Regions from separate parts of the Mus musculus genome. Here regions 2 and 3 are each linked to region 1. A link is a contact called in public HiCAR-type and promoter capture Hi-C data. All regions are on one chromosome and are shown on one strand. Each heading gives the region's core, a stretch centred on a gene start, on an enhancer-like site or on the middle of the called end of the contact. The rest is flanking DNA. Distances are from core to core; before and after follow the strand shown.

What was found. Promoter capture Hi-C pulls out the DNA fragments that hold promoters and counts their contacts. HiCAR-type assays count read pairs that join an accessible place to other places.
Region 2: a promoter capture Hi-C map of second pharyngeal arch cranial neural crest shows a contact between it and region 1. The contact joins the promoter of Sgcd here to the promoter of Zfp62 in region 1. A contact is called at or near these places in 4 of 39 promoter capture datasets (the 3T3-L1 cell line, cranial neural crest, hippocampal neurons and 1 more).
Region 3: a contact with region 1 is called in a HiCAR-type map of astrocytes, with 2.8 times the contacts expected there. The contact joins the promoter of Zfp2 here to the promoter of Zfp62 in region 1. A contact is called at or near these places in 1 of 39 promoter capture datasets (liver) and 1 of 115 datasets of contacts at active chromatin or transcription factors (astrocytes).

The regions. Positions count from the first base shown.
Region 1 is chr11:49,201,597-49,205,255 of GRCm38.p6, forward strand. It overlaps Zfp62 (zinc finger protein 62), which reads left to right and starts at 1,696. Exons shown (of 4, transcript NM_009562.3): 1 at 1,696-1,942.
Region 2 is chr11:47,377,659-47,381,317 of GRCm38.p6, forward strand. Sgcd (sarcoglycan, delta (dystrophin-associated glycoprotein)) reads right to left here and starts at 1,667. Exons shown (of 8, transcript NM_011891.5): 1 at 1,596-1,667.
Region 3 is chr11:50,914,634-50,918,292 of GRCm38.p6, forward strand. Zfp2 (zinc finger protein 2) reads right to left here and starts at 1,543. Exons shown (of 6, transcript NM_001044698.2): 1 at 1,476-1,543.

The DNA.
Region 1 (3,659 bases), core at 446-2,945:
ACAGTCTTGGTAGCTGTTCCAAAGGACAAGTGCTAAAAAAAGGACTCTGTGTGTGTCTCTGTGTGTTTGTGTGTCCACGTGAATGTCTGTGTTTGTGTGTGTGTGTGTCTGTGTCTATGTGTCTGTCTGTGTCTATGTCTCTCTCTCTCTCTCTCTCTCTCTCTCTGTGTGTGTGTGTGTGTGTGTGTGTGTGTGTGTGTGAATACAAGGCCAAAAAAAAAATTGCCTGAATAACAAAAACCATGGTGGAAAATAAAAACATTGTCCACAATAAACGTTACCTAATCAAGATGATTTATTTAGGCTTTATGATCCTTTGCTATCCTTTACTAAATAAAAGTGTCCCAATCCAGATATAATTATTTTTATACTTAATTATCTAAAAGGAAAAACAAACAAACAAAAATCCAAAATCTTGGAATGTGAGCAGGCCAGCCTAATGTGATAGCCTTTAATTTAGACTATGGACTCTTCTAGAGGCCTCAAAGAAGTGCCCAAAGCTCTTCCCAGAGTTGTGCTATCCAGTAAGTGGGATCCTAGCACTCATGTGGCTATTTCAATGAAATGTAATTAGACACTTGGTCTTCAGTGGCACTGGTCACATTTGAAGCACTTGTAGCTGTGTCTCAGCTACTGTTTGGGTTGTAGAAGAATCCCCCAACAACCCCTAACTTGTCCATGTTCTTCTCCATAACTTGCTGCTTGCTGGCCTGACAAGGACCTAGGACCCTGCTCCATCTTGGGCTTCACTGTTTTCCTACTCTGCTGGACATTACCGCAGACTTTCCACTTGCCCTGACCACCTTAGAGATGCATAGACCTTAGTGCCCAAATGCAGTCGAGATACTACTACACTCAAATTGCCATTCCTTCTACATTTCCAAGTCATTAAGGTGAGTTAGGGCTTGCCTACAAAGATATAAAAAACAGGAGTAGACTGGTGCAGATTACAGGCTTTAAACTGGAGTTTTGTAGTTACGGGTGGGGGAGGGTGAGGGGGATTTTGTTAGAGGCAGAACGGGGAAGGTAGCTGTGATAGGTTATTTCTCTGCCACCACGGAAAGGAGCCAATTCAAGTTAGATTAGATTAAAGGCAGGTTTACGGAGAAGCTGCTCTCCTGTGGGCGAGTTCACTAGCTCCGAGGACTGAGGCCAGGAAAGTCCCCATGGGGGGGGGGGGGGTGCACTCAGATAAAGGAAGAGAAAAAGAGCAAGCAAGAGTGACCAAAACTTCTAGATTATATAGGGAGGAACCTCTGGGGGAAAGGGCAGCTCAGCCCCTGGGCTGGGAAGTTGAGATCAGGGTATGCCTGGTTGGGACAGATGCTGTTCCCAACATGGAGCCAGGTCTGCTTTGGTAAGTAAATATTCACCTCTGTCGCTTGTCCTCATTGGAAAACAAACACGAAGCTGCTGGTATCCGGGAGAGAGACAGTTACTTTTCTTCTGCAGTCTCCGAATAGCAGGCTTCCTGGAAATTTGAGCTTTGTTGAGGGTCTTGGCTTTGGGAGAGGAGGGTCTTTTAGAAATAAGGGGTATGGGACCCCCATATTCCGCTTTCTCCCAGGAGCCCAGCCCTCCCTCCTAAGACTCTCCCCAGCCTCGCTTGTTAACTATGAGCTCAGCTTCACAAGCAGGAAGTGAAGTATCTATTTTACCACACCACTTGATTATACCCGCCCCCAATGCACCCCGGAATTGCAATAAAAGTCCAAGACAACTAGAACCCCCTTCCTCTCCGGGCAGACCAGCCGGGATTAGGAGGCCAGCAGAGCACCCACAAACTGCGGGTCACGTGCGCGATCAGAGCCCGACCATCGAGTCAGTCCTCCAGCTTCCCAGAGCGGCCTCGGAAGTGCCCCTGCGGCTCGGGTCTTTCCGGCCAGGCAGTCCGCGCTTTTGTCCCGCCGGCGGCCGGGCTCCCGCGGTGCCGCCACAGCCAGTACGTGAGTCCCGGGCTGCCGACGCTCCCGCCTCTCCCCGGCCCGCCACGCCCTTCCCTTCTCTGCCCTCCGGTCCCGGGCGGGTCCTAGTGGGGGAGGGAGAGCGTGACTTTCCACACGCCCTGGGGAGCGTCCTCTAGGAGTGAAGGGGAAGGAAGAGCCCTGGTTCGGGCCCGGCGCGCGGGCAGGCTGCCATCGGAGCAGGCCCTGGGCCGAGGAAGGGCCAGAGTCCGCCCCGGTGTTCCTTGACTGTCATGGCCGTTTCGGGCTTAGAAAGAGGAGAATCCCGATTATTAGCGCCTAAAAATTTGCCCTGATTGCGGTTAAGTTTGTTTCTGAGACTTGGAGATGACCTGATTCGGTCACCTCTTCCCGTCATTTTGGTGGGGGAGAGGTGTTGAGAGACACTTGCGGCTCTGGAAGCAGACCGTTCTCCACTTCCTGGCCCTCTCCTAGGAGAAACTCATCTGTAGAGCAGTGGGTGCAACCGGAGGCCGCCATCTGCCCTACCCCACCCCCACCCCACCGCAAACTGAGAAAGTGTTGGCCTAGGGAAAAGCCAGCGAAGGCACTTGAACCCAAGTGATCGCTTGGGGAAGTCCTGGGGCAGCGGTGTGAAAGAAAGAAAGGTCAGGTGGAGAGAGCCGCGGCTAGTGTGTTATCTTAAGATGGTTAGTCTAGATGGCCAAGACCGTTTGTGTACGCCTGAAGCTTTTGTCTGTCTGGGGTGTGTGTGTGTGTGTGTGTGTGTGTGTGCGCTTTTGTCTGGGGTGTGTGTGTGTGTGTGTGTGTGTGTGTGTGTTTGAATACGTAATGCTCACGTGTCCAAGGCATTAAAATACAAAGATTTTTAAAAAACAAAAATTTAATGCAAAATATGAAAACAAGATTTTCTTTTACTGTTCTCAAAGGTTGTTCTGGGCCCTACCTTAAAAGGTAAACACTTTTGTTAAGATGTTGAGTAGACTTTAAGGACTTCTTCATTTAAATACTAGCAAATATATAAGTCGTTCCTCTTTTATTCAGACAGGTGGTAGCATAATAAGTCCTGCTTCTCTGTTTCTTTTACTGAATCTGTTTTACAGAACTCATACGGAAACGGGTGGGTTGTTTGTTTTACAAACATGTAGCAGATTGGCCATTTTAAAGGATGCTTTAGATAAATCTCTAGACTGCAGTTGATAATCTTTGAGTTGTTTCTAGTGTTTTTTGCCAAATGGTATTATGTGGAATGATTCTGTATTAGGATAAGGATTTTGAAATTAAGAGGGACTGAGGTTAATAAGGTATTTTTTGTTGTTTTGCATTCAGTTAAATGGGCTACACTAATTGCTTCAAGCTAATCTCTGAGTGGGCCCTTAGCTTCAGAAAAATCTCTCCACTGCCCTTCATGCTCTCTTGCTTCCCTTATTGCTGGAGTATCTAAAAGTATCTCTTTCACTACTATGAGAATATTTCATTATAAAAATCCCTCCTGTCCTTATTCCTAATTTTTAAATAATAGAAACAAATCTTGTTAACCATTTGCATATGCTTCTCATAAATTAAATGCAAAAAATGACCAAAGCACATATCGTCCTCTTTTCAGCATATCACTTAGACTCCATCCTCCATCCGCACGTTCTTCCACTGAGTGCTCTTGAGTTGCCTCTTTCATCCTCTCGTCACCAAATATGGCACCTAAGAGCTTAAGTTACAGAAGCCCTGTACCACACT
Region 2 (3,659 bases), core at 417-2,916, 1.8 Mb before region 1:
CCCGGGCACCAGAAAAGAGAGCCATGGTCCAGCTTGACTTCTAACTGCCCTCCCTCGCCTGTAGGGAGTCCTGAAATTCTTTAAGCTGCCCCACCCTGCCCCACCCTACCCAACTCTACCCCTCCTGAAACAAGGATGAAGTTTATAAGGAAAACATGTGTGAGCCACAGCTCAAGACTGAGAAAGCCAGCTGTCAGTCATAGAACCGATTCCATCCTCCAAAAACAAAACTATGAGCAAAGTACCAGCTGCTAGTCTGAAAAGTCTATCCCCAGCATGGACTTCTGCTTTACTCCTCTTAGGTCCAGGATTGGAGAAAGTGAGACATCTCAACATCTACCCCTCTCCATTCAGTACTAACAATAGCCTCTTGGACCCGGACTTAAACTCACCCCGTCTTCTAAGAGAAGCAACCATAAGGTCTAGTGGCTCTGTGCTAATGACCTAGTATTCAAGGACTTTCCTCTGTTTTCCCTAGGCAGGCTCTTGCCCAAGTCTCCTCTGGACTTGCTATGGACTGATCACCAAGTTAGCCCTAAAACTGGATGGATGAGCTTTAGTCCAAACTTGTCTGAGCTGAGCTAAGCTCTTAAAGATAGTAACACTGCATGGCTTGTCTTCTAAATACATACACAGAAAGGAGCAATGTAGTAGTCCCAGGAAGGCTATTTATTATATGTATTACAATATAGTGTATATGTATTACAATATAGTGTACATATATGAGAAAGAACAAAAATTGAAGAGGAAAGGCAAGATTCTCTTCTGCTAAAAACTAGTCAACATTTTTAATGCACTGGTTTTAGGGAAAAATAAAACGGAGCAATCGATAGAACATTCACACTATTTGCCTCTATTCTTAACAATGATTTTTCAAAAATAAATGACTGTTTTATGCTATTGCTCTATTATCTGTTATAAAATATAGAAACATTTACTAAACTACAGGTTATTTCTTCCACCAAGTAAAAGGCAGAATAACAATCCAGCATATTTCTACACAAATATATTACTGCTACTCAAACCTCACATAAGAAAGTCAAAGACACATTCGAAAATTAAACACCAGGAAGCCTTACACACATCTGTTCCTACAAAAAAAAAAAAAAAAAAAAGTGTATTCCAAAATAAAAACTTCCAACTCTGATTCCCTCCAAAAGCAGAGAACGGTTTCCTGCTTGGAACACCCCCTTTAAAAATCCCTGAAGCATTCAAAACCGGAATGTCTTCATGGGAGATTATCTTTGCAGTCAAACGAGTGTCCCGTGAAGCAGAAAGGGAAACTTCCAGAGCGCTGGAAGAGGGTGTCAACACAGGAATCCACACACTTTTCCTTCCCCAGTGCTGTTAGCTGTGCAGTGCTAACTTTCAAAAGTGCCTGGGTGCTGTTGAAACTCAGATCTTAAGGGCCCTTTGCGGGCAGACAAAGCTTAGAAGCACCCAGTCCCTCTGCCCAGGTGATGAGCTGAAATGTGTTCATTCACACGTACACACGCGGCCTCTCCCCACCCCTGAATCCCCCAGTGTTGGTGAACGAACAGCAGACAGGGCTCAGGAAGCTAGGCTGGTAAGGCAAGAGCTGCACGGTCCCCTACCTCTCTTGTCTGTTTCACAGAGTGGCGGATGAGAGTCCCCCGTGGTCCCGGGGAAAGCTGAGAGGCTCTGATGGAGGCGGCCACTCAGCCCGCCCCCGTGAGCAGGCCCTGCCTGCGCTCAGGAGCTGCCCCAGTCAGATTTTCCAGCCGCACAACTGCAGCCAAGTCCCTGCCCATGCCTGAAGAATTTCCTGAACAGCATTCCCGCTCTCTCACTGCCTGCTTTGAAACCCTACTCTGCCTCTACTTCGATCCGGTTTTGTCAAGCTGACTCCCAGCTACTGGGCTGTCTCCAGATATCAATGGGAAACACGTGTGTCAAACACAGCCTAGCTTTCCTTGCAAGAGCGCTCATGGCGTCTGTCGGCTGGGTTCACACTCACAGAAAGAAGGCTGCTTCTAGAAACTGGATTTCCCAGACATTCTGTACACAAACTTTGCTCTGGGTACTAGATGCAGTAGACATGCCATCCCTCCCTCCCCCGACCCCCAGTTCAACATTGTCTCTTTGTACCTTGCCTGTTCCACGTGGATTGTGGAATTCCCCCACTGCCTGGGGTAAGCCCCCTGTGTTTCCCTCTTCCAGACCTTAATAACAAACCGACTGCAGCGAAGAGATATAAATTCTAACTCCATCTTCCTCTCTGGCCCTTCCTAAGTTTTTGCTTAAAATTTCAGTTGCTGGGGAAGCAATATTTTTAGCATTTCCAGTTCCGTCCTCCCAAGTTGTCTCCTCCACCTGATTCCTGCTGCATCTATCTCTGCAGCAACTAAAAATAATGCAATTATTTTCCTCAGACACTTCTGATACTTTTTGCTCTAAAGCTGTGCAGGTAACATGGTACTGGCTGTAACGTTTTACATGCTGTGACAACTCTGTTAAAGTGACAGGAAAAGAAAAGAACCTGGGACCAGAATGCATACTACATCTGTGAAGCTGTAATTTTCTCTTTCCTGGGTGGCATTCCCTCAAGATGTTGTGGGTACCTCCTGCTGGGTTTTGTGGTCTACCTTTGACATTTTCTCTTTCCTATCATAAAAAAAGGAGACAAATCTCAAAACACATGTGCTTCCAAAGGGAAGCTACCTATATCTGGTAAGCCAAAGCAACGTTTTCAACTTAATGTTCCAGAAAACAGGTTAAAGAGAAACATTTGGTGTATGAGTTTTGTTGTTTTGTTTTGTGTTAACATTTAAATCACACACATCAACATTTTTCTCTTTCTTTCCTCCTTCTTTTCCTCCCTCTTTGTTTGTTTGTTTGTTTGTTTCTGTCTTCCCATTTTCTTACCAGATTTAAAAACTATTTATATGTTCTTGAGTGGGCTGCTGTAGATCTTAGAACTCACTGGCGTTCAGGGTTTGGCATCAGATTGTGTTGAATCTTCTCAGCATAATTAAGTTTTTGCCTTGGGAAGCATGGTGGGCATTCCTGCAAGCATGCATGCCAGTGTGTGTGTGTATTCAGGCACATGTGGTGAGACACACCCATACATCTGAGGTCATGGTATAATAATTATAGAGCCAGAGAACTTAGAGACTGTTCAATACAAATAGTTTCCAACCTTCATCTTACACAGAGAAACCCAGGCCTAGGGAGATGAGATGATTCATCCGGAGTTGCGAAGACAGTTATTGCCAGAGCTGATGCTGGCAAAGGCACCCTGTGTCCCTGTCATGTGTGCTCTTTCTACTGTTGTGTATTCTGGGAAGGTTATACCACCCAGCTTTCAGGTGAGCAGCCTTCAATCAATTCTGAGTATAACTGTTTCTCTCCTCTAACTAGCGGTCCCAGCTGTAGGTTCTAGTCAATTTGTTTAAATACTTTGGGCCTTGGTTTTTGTCAATGGTGAATTAAAATTAATAATTCTACCTTATAGGAGTAGTTACCCATTTATTGAGGAAAATCCAGGTGACTGACACATTTACAACAGTGCTATAAATCACTTAAGTTTCTTTGTTGTTTTGGTGGAGTAAAACCTAGACCCCCCCCTTCTTCTTTTTTTTTAAATCTGAATTCTGTCGCTATTTTCTGCTGTCTCAAGAGGGCATATCAACTCAAGC
Region 3 (3,659 bases), core at 293-2,792, 1.7 Mb after region 1:
CTCTCTAATTATGGTAAACATGGTGGAGGTGGAGGAGGAGGGAGCTGGCCCTGGGGAATGGCTCAGCACTGGGCAAGCATGAGGACCAGAAAGCAAGCAGGAGGATGAAATGCCCGAGGGCTTGGAGGAAGATGGAGGATGCTTCTCGGCCCTGACCTCAGGTCTTCACCTGAATGTGGCTATATGTGCACCTGTACCCATGCATACATGCAGCCATAGATACATACAAGTGAAATGTAGGTTTATATGACTATAGCAATATGCAACTTTTCTGTAGATTCATCTGTTTGTACAACAGATGCAAAAGTTAGGAATAAAATGGGCTGGAGTTTAGCATAAGGATATTATTTGAAGGAGGGTCTTCTCACTAAGTAGCCTTGGCTGGCCCAGACTCTGTGGAGCAGGTGGCCTCAAACTCATCCCCCTGCCTCTGTGGGATTCAAGGCACACACTACCACACCTAGCTTGCACCTCTCCAAAGCTTAAGAGGCTACTAGCAGCACTTCCAGTTGATGTGGGGCGTCAGTCACTCTTAACACCGCAACCATCTTTAGAAACTGCTACTTTTCTGGAAAGAATAAGACAGGAGATGCCCAAAGGTCTAATTATAACGTTGACCTAGAAATTTCACTACAAGGTTTTGTGGAAAGAGGCAATACAAAGAATGACATAACTGTACCATGTCCAATATTAAAATAAAAACAAAACACAACAAAAACAAAAAAGCCCAAAAGTCCAAAGGGAACCATTCGTGAAAATGACAGCTTTAACTGCTCTTAAAAATTAGTGTCTTAAGGCTATTCTCATCTCCATTGGGTGGTGGTTTAGATGCACTTCAAGCATCTTACAAAATGCCTTTTGTAACTCCATTTTTAAAGGTGAATGGAGGAAAGGCACTAACATCTTTTTTTTTTTTTTTGGAAGCAAAAGGTTTCTATTTATACATATAACACAATACATGGACTTTAGGACAAATTTCGAATGATTTCGCTCGTACATTTTTCTAGTTGACCAATAATGAACTTAAAGAAAGGGTGGGCACGTTCTTGCTTATTCAGGACTCATTTTACAAGCTCCTCCTTCGCAGGCAGAGGGCGGGTCCCCAGCAGCGGTGCACACAATGGCCAGAGCCCCGGACTGTGGTCCCGTGCCCTGCCAAGCTTCAGAGAGCGGGTCTACCACGCATTCATAGTGCATACCGAACCAGAGCTGCTCGGCCAGGTAGAGCTGGAGAGCAGTCGGGCGCGAATGACCCCGGGGTACGGGGGGATACCGAGCTGGGGGGTCTCGGTTAGGGTGTCCTGCGGCCTGGCGCGCGCGTGAGCTGCGCACCTGCGACTTCGTGCTCCTTGCGGACGAAGGATCACCTTTCTGTCTGGCCGGCTCTGCTCTTTTGGCACCAGAGCCCCGGGCTCCCAGTGGGAACGCCTCCGCCTCCCCGCCCGTGGACCACCCGCCCGAGGAAGCGCACTCACCACAGTCACTGAAGAAGCCAGAGGCTGGCGGCACAGGCAGCCGCACTGGGCGCGCGGGACTACATTTCCCACAAGACCATGAGCCCTCGACAGGGCTTCCAGTTGCGCAGGCGCAACCGCAGGGCTGCGGGCCAGCGATTGCTCCCCTAGTGCTCAGGCAAGGTTTGCCACCTTAAGCTTATTTTCTTAAAGAAACTGGTTCTAGAACCTTTTCCTTTCCTAAATTAAGAGAACCTTGGACACCCCCTTGCATGAGGTTAGGATGAGAGGTAAGCTACTAATGTAATGTAGATACTTCACGGCGCTCTGTGACCAGGTAGTAAATGATGCACTGGCTGGGTGAATTGTTACTGTGGAAAACCAGCCACCTCTGTGAGTGAAACTCGTGGGTGCTAAGGTAGTTTCGGCTGCATCCACGGCTTTGGAACTTGGAGAATATCTTAGGATAATTTCCATCCTATCTTAGGATAGAAAGATAGGTTACAAACTGTAATATTGGGTTCTTGTCTGGCCGCTTGTTTTTTAACGTTTTTTCTTTAAAATCTGACATCATGATACTTGAATACAGTGCACTGTGATCACATTCACCCCCAGCGACCCTCATTCATGTGCCCTTCTTTCACTGACCTCCATCCTTCCCAACTAGTCCTTCTTCTATACTTTTGGTCCTTTCCCCCTCGCTTCAGCCTGTAAAACTTCTATTCCATGCAACAAAGACTATGTTCCGAACCAAATGTCGGACGGGCATCTGGAGGCCACTTTTTGACGAGGCTCAAAAATCCTATTAGCCAAACGTGCGTGCCCAAATTCCTTTTATCCCACACCTTCCGCTTTTATCCCACACCTTCCGTCTTAGGTCTTTGACATTGTGTTTCTGCTCTGATGGGAGGATCTCCTGGGACTCGGAAGCTCAGGAACCACACAGCTCTGAGGTGGGACAATGTCCCAAAAGAAGGGCACCCTGAGACATGGGAGCTGAGGAACTAGATAGCTCTAAGAGGAAGCCTCCTCAGCAGAGGCGATGCAGCTACCAGGGCATGGCGTCCTCAGCGGAGCTCAGGAGCCTCAGTCCCTCTCCTTCTCATCGTTTCTTCTCTTCATTGCTTCTTTTCTTCTTCACTTCTGACCAGGCATAAGAATCTCATGAAAGAGATTTATTGGATGGACCAGGGTGTGAAGGGATGAATCCAGGGATGGCTGCTCTCTATCCTAGGGAACAGACAACAGGGAATTAGACAAAGTGGCAGTGCTTATATAGGATCTCTTAGGGGGCGGGGCTTTCCAGGGCAGAGATTTCCAGAGTGATGATTGGTGGGATTTCAAGTCCTGAATTTGGGGAGCTCAGGGATTAGTGGATTTTCTGCTCAAGGATTGATGTTTTGTCTGTGTGTCTGTGTGTGTGTGGGGGGGGGGAAGCTCAGGAATTGGCGGCTTTTTTCACCCCCCCTTTCCCTGCATCAGGCCCATGGGTTAGATGTTTTTCCCAGCCGCTGGTGGTTTTGACTGAGGCACCGTCTCTGTAGGTTGGAGAGGAGGTGCTGGCATTATGGACATCTCCTGCAGTGGTGTTTGACCAAGGCTGTGGGCTGAGGCAGCAAAGAAGGTGTTGCCACCGTGGACAGCTCTTCATGAAGGCAGTAGGCAGAAGTAGGAAAGGTGTAGCCATGTTGAACAGTTCTTGAGGGCCAGCTCCTGCTGAGGCTGCTGAGGCAGGAAAGGCGTGCACCACTGTGAACACCTCCCGTGATGGCTGCAAGGTGGTACCATCATTTTAACAGGAGTCCCCATTTTGGACACCTCACATGGTATGGGTTGTGAGAAGAGGCCTGCCGCCATTTTGACTGCTTTTGCGGTGCACAGCTCTGGGACTACTGAGCTGTCTTTAGCAGGTAGCTCCTCTTTGGTGTCCACTATGCCCTCTCCTTGTTGGCTTAAGTCTCCAGCTGGCTTTTTTTTTTTTTAATTCAGAGATGAGCTCTTGTTTAATGCAAGTGGCTACCCCTATTGCCAACATACTGAATAAAAATTTATTGCTCTTTACTGGTAGTGTCTGGCTTTTTTTTCATAGTTGTCTGGACTATTTAAAAATATGGGAAAATGAAAAATGTCACAATTGAGGGCTTGAGAGATTAAGAAGTTAAGAATTGTGACTGTTCATGTAGAGGGCTCAAGTTCTGTTCTATC